Linked DNA regions of Zea mays: region 2 is linked to region 1. A link is a contact called in public Hi-C data. All regions are on one chromosome and are shown on one strand. The core of a region is the stretch at or near the end of the contact, and the rest is flanking DNA. Distances in the headings are between cores, read along the strand shown.

What was found. A called contact is a pair of places that touch in the nucleus more often than the background predicts.
Region 2: a Hi-C map of tassel shows a contact between it and region 1, with 2.0 times the contacts expected there. The contact joins two enhancer-like sites. A contact is called at or near these places in 2 of 25 Hi-C or Micro-C datasets (ear and tassel).

The regions. Positions count from the first base shown.
Region 1 is chr4:226,360,080-226,366,499 of Zm-B73-REFERENCE-NAM-5.0, reverse strand. No RefSeq gene overlaps it. Among protein-coding and RNA genes, the nearest start is that of LOC100191247, 14 kb to the right of the region's middle. Within about 2 kb of position 2,644, at least 15 of the 20 cell types and tissues checked have an H3K27ac peak or open chromatin away from gene starts, as enhancers often do. A contact at or near this core is called in ear and tassel, where this site is marked.
Region 2 is chr4:226,670,604-226,677,023 of Zm-B73-REFERENCE-NAM-5.0, reverse strand. It overlaps the pseudogene LOC103654679. Among protein-coding and RNA genes, the nearest start is that of LOC100383218, 30 kb to the left of the region's middle. Within about 2 kb of position 2,498, at least 18 of the 20 cell types and tissues checked have an H3K27ac peak or open chromatin away from gene starts, as enhancers often do. A contact at or near this core is called in ear and tassel, where this site is marked.

The DNA of each region.
Region 1 (6,420 bases), core at 1,395-3,894:
AAACTTGAGGTTCTTCCACGGATCGGAATAGATCTTGATTCTTAACTACTAGATCAACCACTAAATATCACACAAACAAACAAGAAGAACAAACACCACTCAATAACATACCACATTCACCATACGTAAAGCTAAAAGAAGGCCTAACGAAAAGAGCGTTCACTTTTAAAGAACATCTCAAGTAATGGTTATAACAAGAGGGTATTCTTTTCAAAAAATGTATGATCTATACTTTATAAAACAAGACATGAGCTTAAAATATCTTAATTAAAATATACAAATATTGGGTTCATCAATTTTAATCTTTTATAAAACATCATACGTGATACGTCTAAGATAAAGGGTTTATAAGATGATAAAACATGTAACAACAATATTAAACCTTTTTAACTTTTTAGAGAAGATATATGTTATATATCTAAGGTTAATGAGTTATAAAACACATTATTAAACATTACTTTTATAACAAGCTCATAAATAGCTTAAACAACTTTTCATGTGAAAAGATCATAGTTATATTATTAATTACCTATTTAAGATGAGTTAGGTTATGAGCATTAAGTGGATTTTCATGCAAAAGATAATAAACAAATAACTATCTTTTAATTTCGTTAGAAACACATAGCCTATATTATATTCGAAGTCCATATATAAAGTAACATTTTAAGTTATAATAGAACTTAAACTCTTATTACATTATTTTATCCTTTAGGATAAGCTAAGTGATTCGTATATAATGTGGATTAATTTCTATGAAATCATTAATCATGCCATAAATTTAGTTAAGAACAAATTGACTATCGGTTTGGTTAATAAATTATGATAAAGGATAATTAATCTATTAATTATCTTCAATTCTATTGTAAGCACAAATGATCTAATTTATTAGAAAGGAAATTATGTATAAACTATCATTTTCGTTATGACGGTGTGAGCACTTAATTAAGCCCTTTTATTATTATAAAATTCTATTCTTTTTGTTTTCTCCTTTCTTTTCTAAATAGAAATTATACGTATAACTAAAAATTATTTATTTATAATTCTTCTAACATTTATATTCTAAGAATTAATTGTAAATTACTAATTGGACTTTTAATAACATATTCATGGTTATTATGACATAAACAAGTATTTTACTAATTCTAAGTAATTAAGTGTTATACTTATATTTATCATGACTAGAAAAATCTATATTATTATTTGACCAAGAATACGTGGCCTAGGTGTAATGACTTAACCAATTCTATAGAAATAAACTAATTATTACCTAATTATTTATACTATGAATAGTGATCTCATTTTAGATTTATCTTTTCTTTCTAAAAGAAAAATGCCATTATAATAATTAGAGATCAAAACATCTAATAATACATTAAACCACTGTTTATACTATAATATTTGTATTGTTATGAATTCTATACCGCTTACTCAATATATGTTAAGAGAAGCTTTTATTATCTATTTAGTGGGTTTAAATGCACTTATGAATATAATTTTTTAGATAAATTCTAAAATTCGTCATAAACAAAATTAACTAACATATTATTTATCTAGTGTTTTCATCACTAACACATGGTCTACCAAAACCTATCATTCCTCTTTCCAATCCCAAATTCTAAAGAAATCGTAAACCAATATCACGTCTAAAAACATTCACTAATTCATCGCACAAATACTCAAAATCAATCGTTTACGCATGAATTCCAAATCACAACGAATAATTACCAAATTCATGAATTAATTTAAAACATGATTTTGGAGTTATAAAAATATTCGGGTTGTCTTCAACCTTGTGGTGAATGGAGGGATTCGGTCGCGGTGCGGACGAGGCTCGGCGTTGGACGCGAATTCCGGTGAGGCTCCAGGGATGGCGAACGGCGTACGGATGCGAATGGTCCCACGACGAGCTTCACGACGGCGAGCTGGGCACGACGTGAGCAGGGGCTCGACGACGGGCACGTGGCGTTGCTGCGGGTGCCGAGGTGCTGCGCGGACGAGCTCCGGCGCGATGGGCACAAGCTCTTGTGACGACGTTTGACGATGCGGGGGCGGCCTATGGCGAGAGCAAAGAGAGCGAGAAAGAGATGGCGAGTTTGGGGAGGGAGAGCTCATGAGCATGACTGTCTAATTTATAGAGGAGGAGAGGGAAAATGAGAGGGTGCCGGGGAGGAAGAAGAAACGACGGCCATCACAACGTCGCCATTATCACCATTAACGGGGAGAGGAATGGGGAGGGAAGAGGAATGACAGCTTCGATTTCGGGTCCAGCCGAAGCGTCGGTGTTGTCACGGCGCGGGCTGTGGTTCGGTCGCGGTCGGCCTGACGCGGAACAGCGCGTGCGCGATGCAGGGGCCGGCCGAGTGCGGCAGGGCGAGCGGCGCGACGGTGTCACTAGGCGCATGGGGCGGCTCGGTCGCTGCAGGGGCGCGGGTTGGAGCGCGTCAGGGCGAAGGGCGGCGGGTCGTCTCGCAGGGTCGCGGCTGGGGCTTCCTGGCGGGGTCGCGCGCTCGGCACATTCGGGCAGGGGTGCTCGGCCTGGTGTCGCGGGTCCTCGGCTTCGAATCCTGGTGGCTAGAGCAGGGAGGAGGGAGAAGGAATGGCGGCGGCGATGGCTGTGCAGGGGAAGCGAGGGTGCGTCTGGCTCCATCAAAGTGGCGGCTAGGTTAAGGGGAGCAGGAGGCGCGGTCGGCTGTTGGGCCTTATGGGCCAAACGGCCGGTAGGATTAGGTTTTGTGTTTTTTTCTCTTCTTTTTTTATTCCCTTTTCCTAGATTCGAAATACATTTTTAAATAACCCTAAAAATCATAATAATTAACCCAAATTTATTTATAAATATAATATTTATTTTTGACTAATAATTATATTATTTTTGTGAATTTTCCTTCAAGAAGAAATGTTATTAAATATTCAAAAACCAATCGTGCGCAATCAAAATTATTCCAAATGCAAATAAATGACACACAATTAAATGAAAAACTTATTACCCTAATTACCATTATAAACTAAAATTATTAATATACATATTTTCCGAAAACCTTATTTTAGCAATTCATTATTGTTTTGTAAAATGAGATTTTCTTCACAAGATCAAATTCATAAATCAAATCAATTCAAACAAAATATATGCTTCGGCATGAGTGCAACAACACTTGGTAATTTTATCTATTCAATAAATTCTTCAAATCAATGCTTCCTTATTTGAAAACATAAATATTTTCCTTTCTACTAAAATTTTATAATCCAAATAGGGTTGTTTGCTTTTGCTAGATTTAGGGCGTTACGATCAAAGACTCCAAACATATTGTCAACTTGGAGCAAGGCGCCACCTCTACACCCGAGGTGCAACCCGTTGCAATCAAAGCAACGGAAGAAAAGGAGGAGTCTACACCAAGTAGGCTTCCAATCGATGCCTCCAAGCTCGACAATGAGGAGATGGCTCTTATCATTAAGAGCTTTCATCAAATCCTCAAGCAAAGGAGGGGGAAGGACTATAAGCCCTGCTCTAAAAGGGTGTGTTACCGGTGTGGTAAGTCCGGTCACTTTATAACTAAATGTCCATATTCTAGTAAAAGTGACAGGGACGACGACAAGAAGGGGAAGAAGAAGATGGAGAAGAAGAAGTATTACAAGAAGAAGGGTGGCGAGGCGCATATGGTGCAGGAATGGGACTCCGATGAGAGCTCCACCGACTCCTCCTCAGACGAGGACGCCACCAACATCGCCATCAACAAAGGTCTCCTCTTCCTCAACATCGGCCACAAATGACTCATGGCGAAGGATGGCAAGAAGAAGAAGGTACATTCTAGAAATACCCCCAAATATACTACATCTGATGATGAGGGTAGTTCTAGTGATAATGAAGATGACTTAGTTTCTCTCTTTGCCAACCTTACCATGGACCAAAAGAAAAAATTAAATGAATTAATAGAAACCATTAACGAGAAGGATGATCTCTTGGAATGCCAAGAGGACTTACTCGTTAAGGAAAACAAAAAATTTTGTTAAATTGAAAAATGCTTATGCTCTAGAAGTCGAAAAATGTGAAAATTTGTCTAAGGAGCTTAGCATTTGCAATGATTCAATTTCATGTCTTAGAAATGAGAATGCTAATTTAAATGCTAAGATTGATGAATTGAATGTTTGCAAACCCTCTACATCTACTGATGAGCATGTTACTATTTGCACTAGATGTAGAGATGTTAATATTGAAGCTATTAAAGATCACCTTGCTATGATTAAACAACAAACTGATCGCATAGCTAAATTAACTGCTAAAATTGCCGAGCATGAGCTAGAAAATGAAAATTTTAAATTTGCTATAAGCACGCTTTATAATGGGAGACGCCCTGGCATTAAGGATGGCATTGGTTTTCAACAAGTTAGTCAAAACAATGTCAAGCTTAATGCCCCCAAGAAATTGTCTAATTTTGTTAAGGGTAAGACACCCATGGTTTAGGATAGAGAGGGCTATATTTTATATCCTACAAACTATCCTGAGCATAAGATTAGGAAAATTCATGTTAGGAAACCTTATTCTATTTATCATCATGCATTTATGTATAGAAATGAGGCTTCTAGTTCTAGGCATACCACTCATATCAAAATGCCTAAGAAGAAAATTCCTTATGCATCAAATGAGCATAACATTTCATTTAAGACTTTTGATGCTTCTTATGTGCTTACTAACAAATCAGGCAAAGTAGTTGCTAAATATGTTGAGGGCAAACATAAGGGTCCAAAAACTTGCGTTTGGGTACCCAAGGTGCTTGTTTCTAATGTGAAAGGACCCAATACCATTTGGGTACCTAAAAACAAGGCCTAAATTTGTTTTGTAGATTTATGCATCCGGTGGATCAAGTTGGATAATCGATAGCGGGTGCACAAACCACATGACAGGGGATAAAAGGATGTTCTCCTCATACGAGAAAAATGAAGATCCCTAACGAGCTATTACATTCGGGGATGGAAATCAAGGTTTGGTCAAAGGTTTCGGTAAAATTTCTATATCCCCTGACCATTCCATTTCTAATGTTTTTCTCATAGATTCTTTAGATTACAATTTGCTTTCTGTTTCTCAATTATGCAAAATGGGCTACAACTGTATTTTTACTAATATATGTGTTACTGTCTTTAGAAGAAGTGATGATTCAATAGCATTTAAGGAAGTGTTAGATGGTCAGCTGTATTGAGTTGATTTTAATGATAACAAAGCTGAACTAGACACTTGCTTAATTGCTAAGACTAACATGGGTTGGCTCTGGCATTGCTGACTTGCCCATGTTGGGATGAAGAATCTTCACAAGCTTCTAAAGGGAGAACACATTTTAGGACTAACAAATGTTCATTTTGAGAAAGACAGGATTTGTAGCGCATGTCAAGCAGGGAAGCAAGTTGGAGTCCATCGTCCACACAAGAACATCATGACGACTGACAGGCCACTTGAGCTACTCCACATGGACCTATTCGGCCTGATAGCTTACATATGCATCGACGGGAGTAAGTACTATCTAGTTATTATGGATGATTATTCTCGCTTCACTTGGGTATTCTTTTTGTAGGAAAAATCTCAAACCCAAGAGACCTTGAAGAGATTCTTAAGACAGGCTCAAAATGAGTTCGGATTGAGAATCAAAAAGATTAGAAGCAACAATGGAAGGAGTTCAAGAACTCTCAAATCGAAGGATTTCTTGAGGAGAAGGGCATCAAGCATGAGTTCGCTTCTCCCTACACACCTCAACAAAATGGTGTAGTGGAGAGGAAGAATAGAACTCTATTGGACATGGCAAAAACCATGCTTGATGAGTATAAGACACCGGATCGGTTTCGGGCCGAGATGATTAACATCGCCTGCTACTCCATCAACGGGTTATATCTTCACCGAATCCTCAAGAAACATCGTATGAACTCCTCACTGGTAAGAAGCCCAACATTTCTTATTTTAGAGTCTTTGGGAGCAAATGCTTTATTCTTATTAAGAAAGGTAGAAATTCTAAATTTGCTCCTAAAGCAGTAGAAGGCTTTTTACTAGGTTATGACTCAAACACAAGGGCATATAGAGTCTTTAACAAGTCCACTAGATTAGTTGAAGTTTCTTGTGACATTGTGTTTGATGAGACTAATGGCTCCCAAGTGGAGCAAGTTGATCTTGATGAATTAGATGATGAAGAGGCTCCGTGCGTCGCGCTAAGGAACATGTCCATTGGGGATGTGTGTCTAAAAGAATCCGAAGAGCCGTCACAAGGACAAGATCAACCATCATTTTCTATGCAAGCATCTCCACCAACTCAAGATAAGGATCAGGCTCAAGAAGATGAAGATGAAGATCAAGACGATGAGCCACCTCAAGAGGAGGACATTGATCAAGGGGGAGATGAAGACAATAATGACAAGGAAGATGATCAGGAGATTCGGGATCAAAGA
Region 2 (6,420 bases), core at 1,249-3,748, 310 kb before region 1:
CCAAGGACTCTCAATCCCACTTGCTTCCTTACTCCCTTTTCAATCTCCAACCTATAAATAGCATAGTCTACCGTGCAAAACAATGTTTTGCATGTTCATATACACATTTTGTTGAGCACGATCTCATGATAACCATCACCCACGTACTATAGAGCTCTTTCTTGCTTCCGCGAGTAGTTACCCTAATCATCACGTTGTGGAAACGCTTGTAGCTACTTCCCCTCATCCAAAATACTACCCCCGTTCTTGAATATCTGTGGTCTGTTAGTTCATTTTAAACTAAAATACGACAAATAAAAAGAACGGAGGGAGTATATGTCACACACGGATTTAAGGACAAATCCATATGTATATCAAATGTGTGTTAAGATCAAGTCTCACACATATGATGACTTAGTGTACAGAAAACAATGTCAAATTTTTATTACTTAATACAAGTTCTATACAAAATAACTAAATAAATTACACCATATGGCAACAACGATCCTCCGCCATCAAAGTTGATTGGGAGACGATGACCTAGACCTCTCCGGACTCATTGCATCATCCTTCATGCTCCTCCAGCCGTACTTGTTCTTGACCTGGTGTGATTATAGTAAGGGTGAGCTTCCATATGGTCATCGCTCAGCATGTGTGGGGAAAGTGCATTGTAAGGCTTACCAAAGAAAAATGATTAAGGCTGAGCATCACTTTTAATTAAGTTGGTCCAAATTTTATTAGCAATTACTAAGTATAAGTGAATACCCAACCAATTAAATAAGAGATCATAATGAATAATAAATACACAAAATGCATTGCAATGCATGTTCAGTTAAGTTTTAGTTCCATCATTTAATCATGCGAGAGTCTTGAGTCACTCATGACCGTGAGCATGACTGATATACCAGTTTTACACTCTGCAGATGTTGTGCATCTTTATCCACAAGTCGTGTTCACTTTTGGCCCGGGGTTGTACGAACCCTTAAACACTCCTAAGGTGAGTAGGCGATGGTACACTACGAGGCCTATACAAATGTCTACTAGTATGAGAAAACCCGCTATGAATTCAGGTAGTGGGATATATGAATCCCTTGTCCAAATAGCTATCACACACAGATCGACCTGAGAACCTCCCTATACTTGCGCAACTCCTCCCTGCTTGCTCCTTTCGGGTAAGGCTCTCACATACCATATTTCCTAATTAATTGGCCAAGGACGTCCCATACCACTCTTGTGGTAGCACTGTTATCTCAGGTTAAGCTCCATGTTCCAGTTAACAAAATGATCTAATCATGTATCATAAATAACTCATAAACAGGTAACAATAGTAATAAGCATGATCATGATTCACATATAGTATGGCACCCAAAACAAGATAGAGCAATAGCAGAACTACCCAAAAATTCATTTGTATGCAAAGTGTAGGGTGAACAAAACTAGGTAACCTATTAGATCCCATCAGATTTAGCCTAACAGTGCCATAGTGATTATCGGAATCATGAACATTATTAGGTCAAAGAATGTGATCAAGGACATAACTTGCCATTACTTGCAATTACAGGTACTCCTCAAAGTTGGTCTTCAAATTCCCGTCACCTCACTTTTATTTGTAGCAATACATACAAATAAGCAAATAATGGATACAAATAACATTACACCAAACATGCAAACAAACAACATAATAATATTTTACGGGTCGAGACGTAATCGTAGGTTCGAGAACCACTAAAATCGGAGTTAAAACGATCAAGATTTACAAGTTTTTGGACTTTTTTAATATCAAAAATGGATTTTCAGATTTTAATTTGACAAAAATCAAGCGTTGGTGGAGGGCTGGTATAAAAATTGAGGAACTTAGGGTGCTCGGTGTAAATTCGAGTACCTACTTTGATTGATTCTTAGGGCCTGTTTGTTTACCCCAATGGATTATATAATCTGGATTATTTTTGGAGGATTATATAATCTGGATTATATAATTTGGATTATATAATCTGAGTAGTCCTGTTTGTTTACCCAGATTATTTGGCGTGTTTCTGTTGGGCGGCGGGCTTCTCCGATCCGATAGGCGCAAAAACGATTCGGTAGATTATAATGGCAATGGTGGGTAATTTCTAGGAAACTTGAAAGGGTAGTGGGGAAGTGGGAAAAAATAATCTGAAATAAGCACCTCCTCACTTGCTTATGGATTATCATAATCCAAGGGGTTAGATTATATAATCTGGGCAAATAAGCTAGACTGTTTGTTTGCCTCTTAGGATTATTTAATCCAGATTATATAATCTGGGGGGTAAACAAACATGCCCTTAAACTGTCTAGATGGCGGGTAATTCTCATTTTCCCCAAGGGCTCTTTATGAAAAGCGCCATGGTAGCTATTTATGGGTACGCCTGAACCGATCGACGACCTAAATTAGACGCTCGATACCATGAACCGACACGCCATCACGATCCTTGGATCAATGACCTACGACCGAGATTTAAAATGTCGCGATCTGCTCTACACCGTTCATCGCTCGATCGACGGCTCAGATCGGGTCTAACCAATCGATGTCTAGGGATCTTGAGGTTGGCCGGAGTTTGGCCAAACCAACATACTGGTGACCCAAATCTAACCCCGACATGCACTACAAGACGAAGAAGGCAAATAAGATAAATGTGTTCTTACCGGCGACGGTGGAGACATGCTTCAGTCCATGTGACATGGTGGCTTCATGGCGCCCCTGGTTCGCCGACGAGCAATCACGGTGGATTTAGATCGAGTTGGGTTGCACGAGTTGGTTGTGATTACAGCTGGATGAAGGTGTTGGCAGGGCTGTCCCATTTGCTAGTGACCTCATGCATGGCTGAGGTGCGGGACCACGCGCCAGCGTCAAAAAGGAGAGATGCGGGCCGTGGTGTAGTGAAATGTTGGTTTGGGCCACGCGTGATGGCTAATGATCTGGTCGGCTATGCAGCGAGGTCGCTTGGGCTGGGAAAGGGATCCAGCCCAAGAATAGTTCGTATTTTACTTTTTTCTATTTTGTTTTCTGATTTCTTTCTTTTCAAGGTTTTCCAAATTTAGTTTTGGATTCAAATATAATTCAACTTCAAATCTAATTTTAGATGCAACAACTAAAAACTCAGCATGGATGCAAATCATATTTTTTATACTAATTAGTTATTAGATAAACACTTCTAAATATAAATAATTCATGAAAGGAGTAATCACCACAAACAATTTATAGTTTAAAAAACCTTTCTTATTGATTTAACTTTGAGTACCTTTGACAAAGGTCCTCAAGTGACCTTTGTTTCGAAGTGAACAATTAAATTCCAGGTATACAGCTAATATCAGACAAAGCTAAGCCTTGTCTGAAGAGCTATCGACAATAGACGAAGCAGTGTAAGAGAAAAGCTTTGCTCAACATACACGGTTAGAAAGGACAAAACTCGAAGCTATAAGCCTCGGCACAAAGATGCTTCCACACGACGAAGGTCAAGACTTGCGCAACAAAGAAAGGAGAAAATACAATATTACCCTGATGTCATTTGTAAATAATGTGTGTAAACCTTGAGGGACATGATTGTAATTTTGTACGAAGGCGGTTCGTCTTCCCTTTAAATAGATGAACAATGCCATGTATAAGGTACCTTTTTTGAGGGCTATAGCTTCGTGTTGCTTAGCCTTCAACGAACCTTTGTGCCATCTTGTGTTAAGAAGCCGATGGTATACTTGTAAACTCATTAGATATAAAGGATGATGGAATAAAAATGCTATGAGTTCCATACAACACTTTACATTGTGTTTCCATATCATTTCATTCACACTTCCTTTTGAAAACCTTCGTTCTACACGCTAATGCTTTGTAGAAGTGTTAAACCAAAGGACGAAGGTTCAAATATTTAACTTGTGTTGCCTTGATTTTCAATACCTTTAGGGAATTGAAATCAAGTACCAACATTGACGCCCACCTTCGTTGATCTCACGACCACAACAACAACTTACATCATGCCGTAGAAGAAGGCAACAACAACTGGCTCCATCATTAGGACCTTGGACACCAACCAAGGGGACGAAGCTCTCCTTAGGGAGGCAAGAAACCAAAAAAGGAAGGCTATCAACCTAGAATCACAAGGCAAGGAGCTTGATCAAGAGATCAACAACCTCGAAGCATACCCTAACATGTTTACGACTAAAAGGCTTTGTTATTGTTGTTCACTAAGTAATTGATGGAGCATTCAATTATCATGCAAAGAAATGGACCTCCGCCACCTTTCTGAACCTATAATCTTGCTATTACATTGTTAAAATAACATAATGTAGGAAGCCAAATTCAGTGTGAATGTGTACGGTGTACAGGCTAGCGCAATTTCCTAAACCTAATTTAAATACAAAGATGTCATGCATCAAATGTAGAGATGGAGATTAGAATACGAACAAATATTACTCGTTTCATATCTGTTTTCATATTTTCTCTTCAGATTAGGATATTATCGAGTGGTGTCAGATAATGTTTAAATGTATATCGACATCTTAAATAGCCAACTTTGAGTATACAGATGCGGATATAAATTAGATACAGACATGACTAAATAATCAGACTCAAATACAGATCAAATTTAAGCTCTCTTAAAGAAAATCTGAATACTGATGGATAATATAACATACCATTTACATCCCTAATGGAGATATTAGTAACCAATTGCAAAACAAACAAACAAACATATTAATTCATTTAAGGGATTACAACTTGAGGATGGGATGCAAATGCTTGAAAGAGACAACAAGAGGATTGGAGGGCTTCGTCATGATGACACCAAATCATCAGTCACTGACTAGTGGGGCCAACTGAGCCATTGACAAGGTATTTAGTCTGTCTTTCTCTTTGTAAATATGACAAAAGATTTTTTTTCTTAGGATTGGGCATTAACCCCTGGTGTGCAGAGTACAAAACCAACATTACATTTAGAGATCAGTAACAAGTTGGTCCAAGATATCATAAAATCACTTTGGACTATCACTGCTGGTCAAATAAGGTTGTGTGCAGAATCTTCCATATGTTGTGTTTCTCACATTACATTTCGTTGTGTTTCTCACATTGCGTCTGATGAGATATCAAATAAGTTGGTCCAACATTACATTTCGTTGTGTTTCTCACATTGCGTCTGATGAGATAAAATTCATCTCACAATGCGTCTATTCCTAAGCACTGCTTTTTAGTTGTATCACCACTTTGCTGCCTCTGAAAGGGACGAAATCGAGTTCTGCAGAATCTACCATTGAAGGGCTTGGACAGCTTGATATGATACTGGCATACTGCTGCTGCTCCATATTAGACCTCCTCGTCACCAAATTAAAGCCACGGGGAATGTACCAAGCAGAAAGAATGCCAAAGGCCTAGGGCAAATTAAGGGCGGCAATCACTAGCCCCGGCCAGGACGTGTCTCTGTTCTTCGAAAGCCCGAAGAACGCCCTCTCAACGGCCTGAGTCCCGTTCTGGTGTTGCATCGATTGACATCCACAGCACGGGATGCAACGGCACCATGGGATGGGATCGGAGCAAAGCATGTAACCAAGGCCGAGACAACTAATCTCAGTAGAACATGGACGACGATCGACGAAAGGTAGACCCTACCCTGCCCGTCCCTGTGCCTATATGAACTAACTAGCTCTTGCTTCCATCGGCAGCTGCTTGATCTCTCGCCTCTCGCTCTCGTCCAACGCGCTCACACTGCACTACTGTTGGTTGATCGCCTCGCCCGTTGTGTTGGAGAGGTCTTCTCCACATTCAGTGCATCTCTGCAGGTGAGCACCATATGTATCTATGGATCTAGCTAGCTGCTAGCAGTATGTAGCTGTGGGGAGGCCGGAGGCGGGAGCCAGTCACAGTAAGGCGCGTACGTGGGCGGGGACGATGAAGAGGCGCTCCTCAGGGCGCCGATGCCCCAATCGCCTGCTCCGGCGGGCGGCATGCAGCGCAGCGGCGGTGACAGTTTTATGCCGGCCGGCTCCGCCACTGTCTAGCATGCAGTAGCTAATTTGATTATATATACGTACGCCAATCCTATTTCTCTAAAATATAGCAATACTGTGAATAATGAAATATATATATCCGCTGCAGGCAGACAGCCAAGCAAAGCACGGATGACGATGAACTGTGGCTTCTTCTACCAGGGCCTCAGCCCTATGAACGTCAGATACCTCTATGCGGCTCTCTTCCTCGTAGCGAACGTGGTTGCGTGGTTCTCAAGAGAGAACCACAGCTCCTACTTCCTGAATCAGCGAGTTGGCGGCTGTCAGGGTGATCGGGACTGTTACGCAGCTGAGAGCGTGCTCGCCACGAGCCATGCCTTCTTCGTATCCTATTCCTAGCTACTACTAAATTTCTTATCTTCAAATTTGAATTGGTTTCCATTATTTATTAGCTAAAGTGCGCGTCGTCAGACCTTAACAAAACGTCCA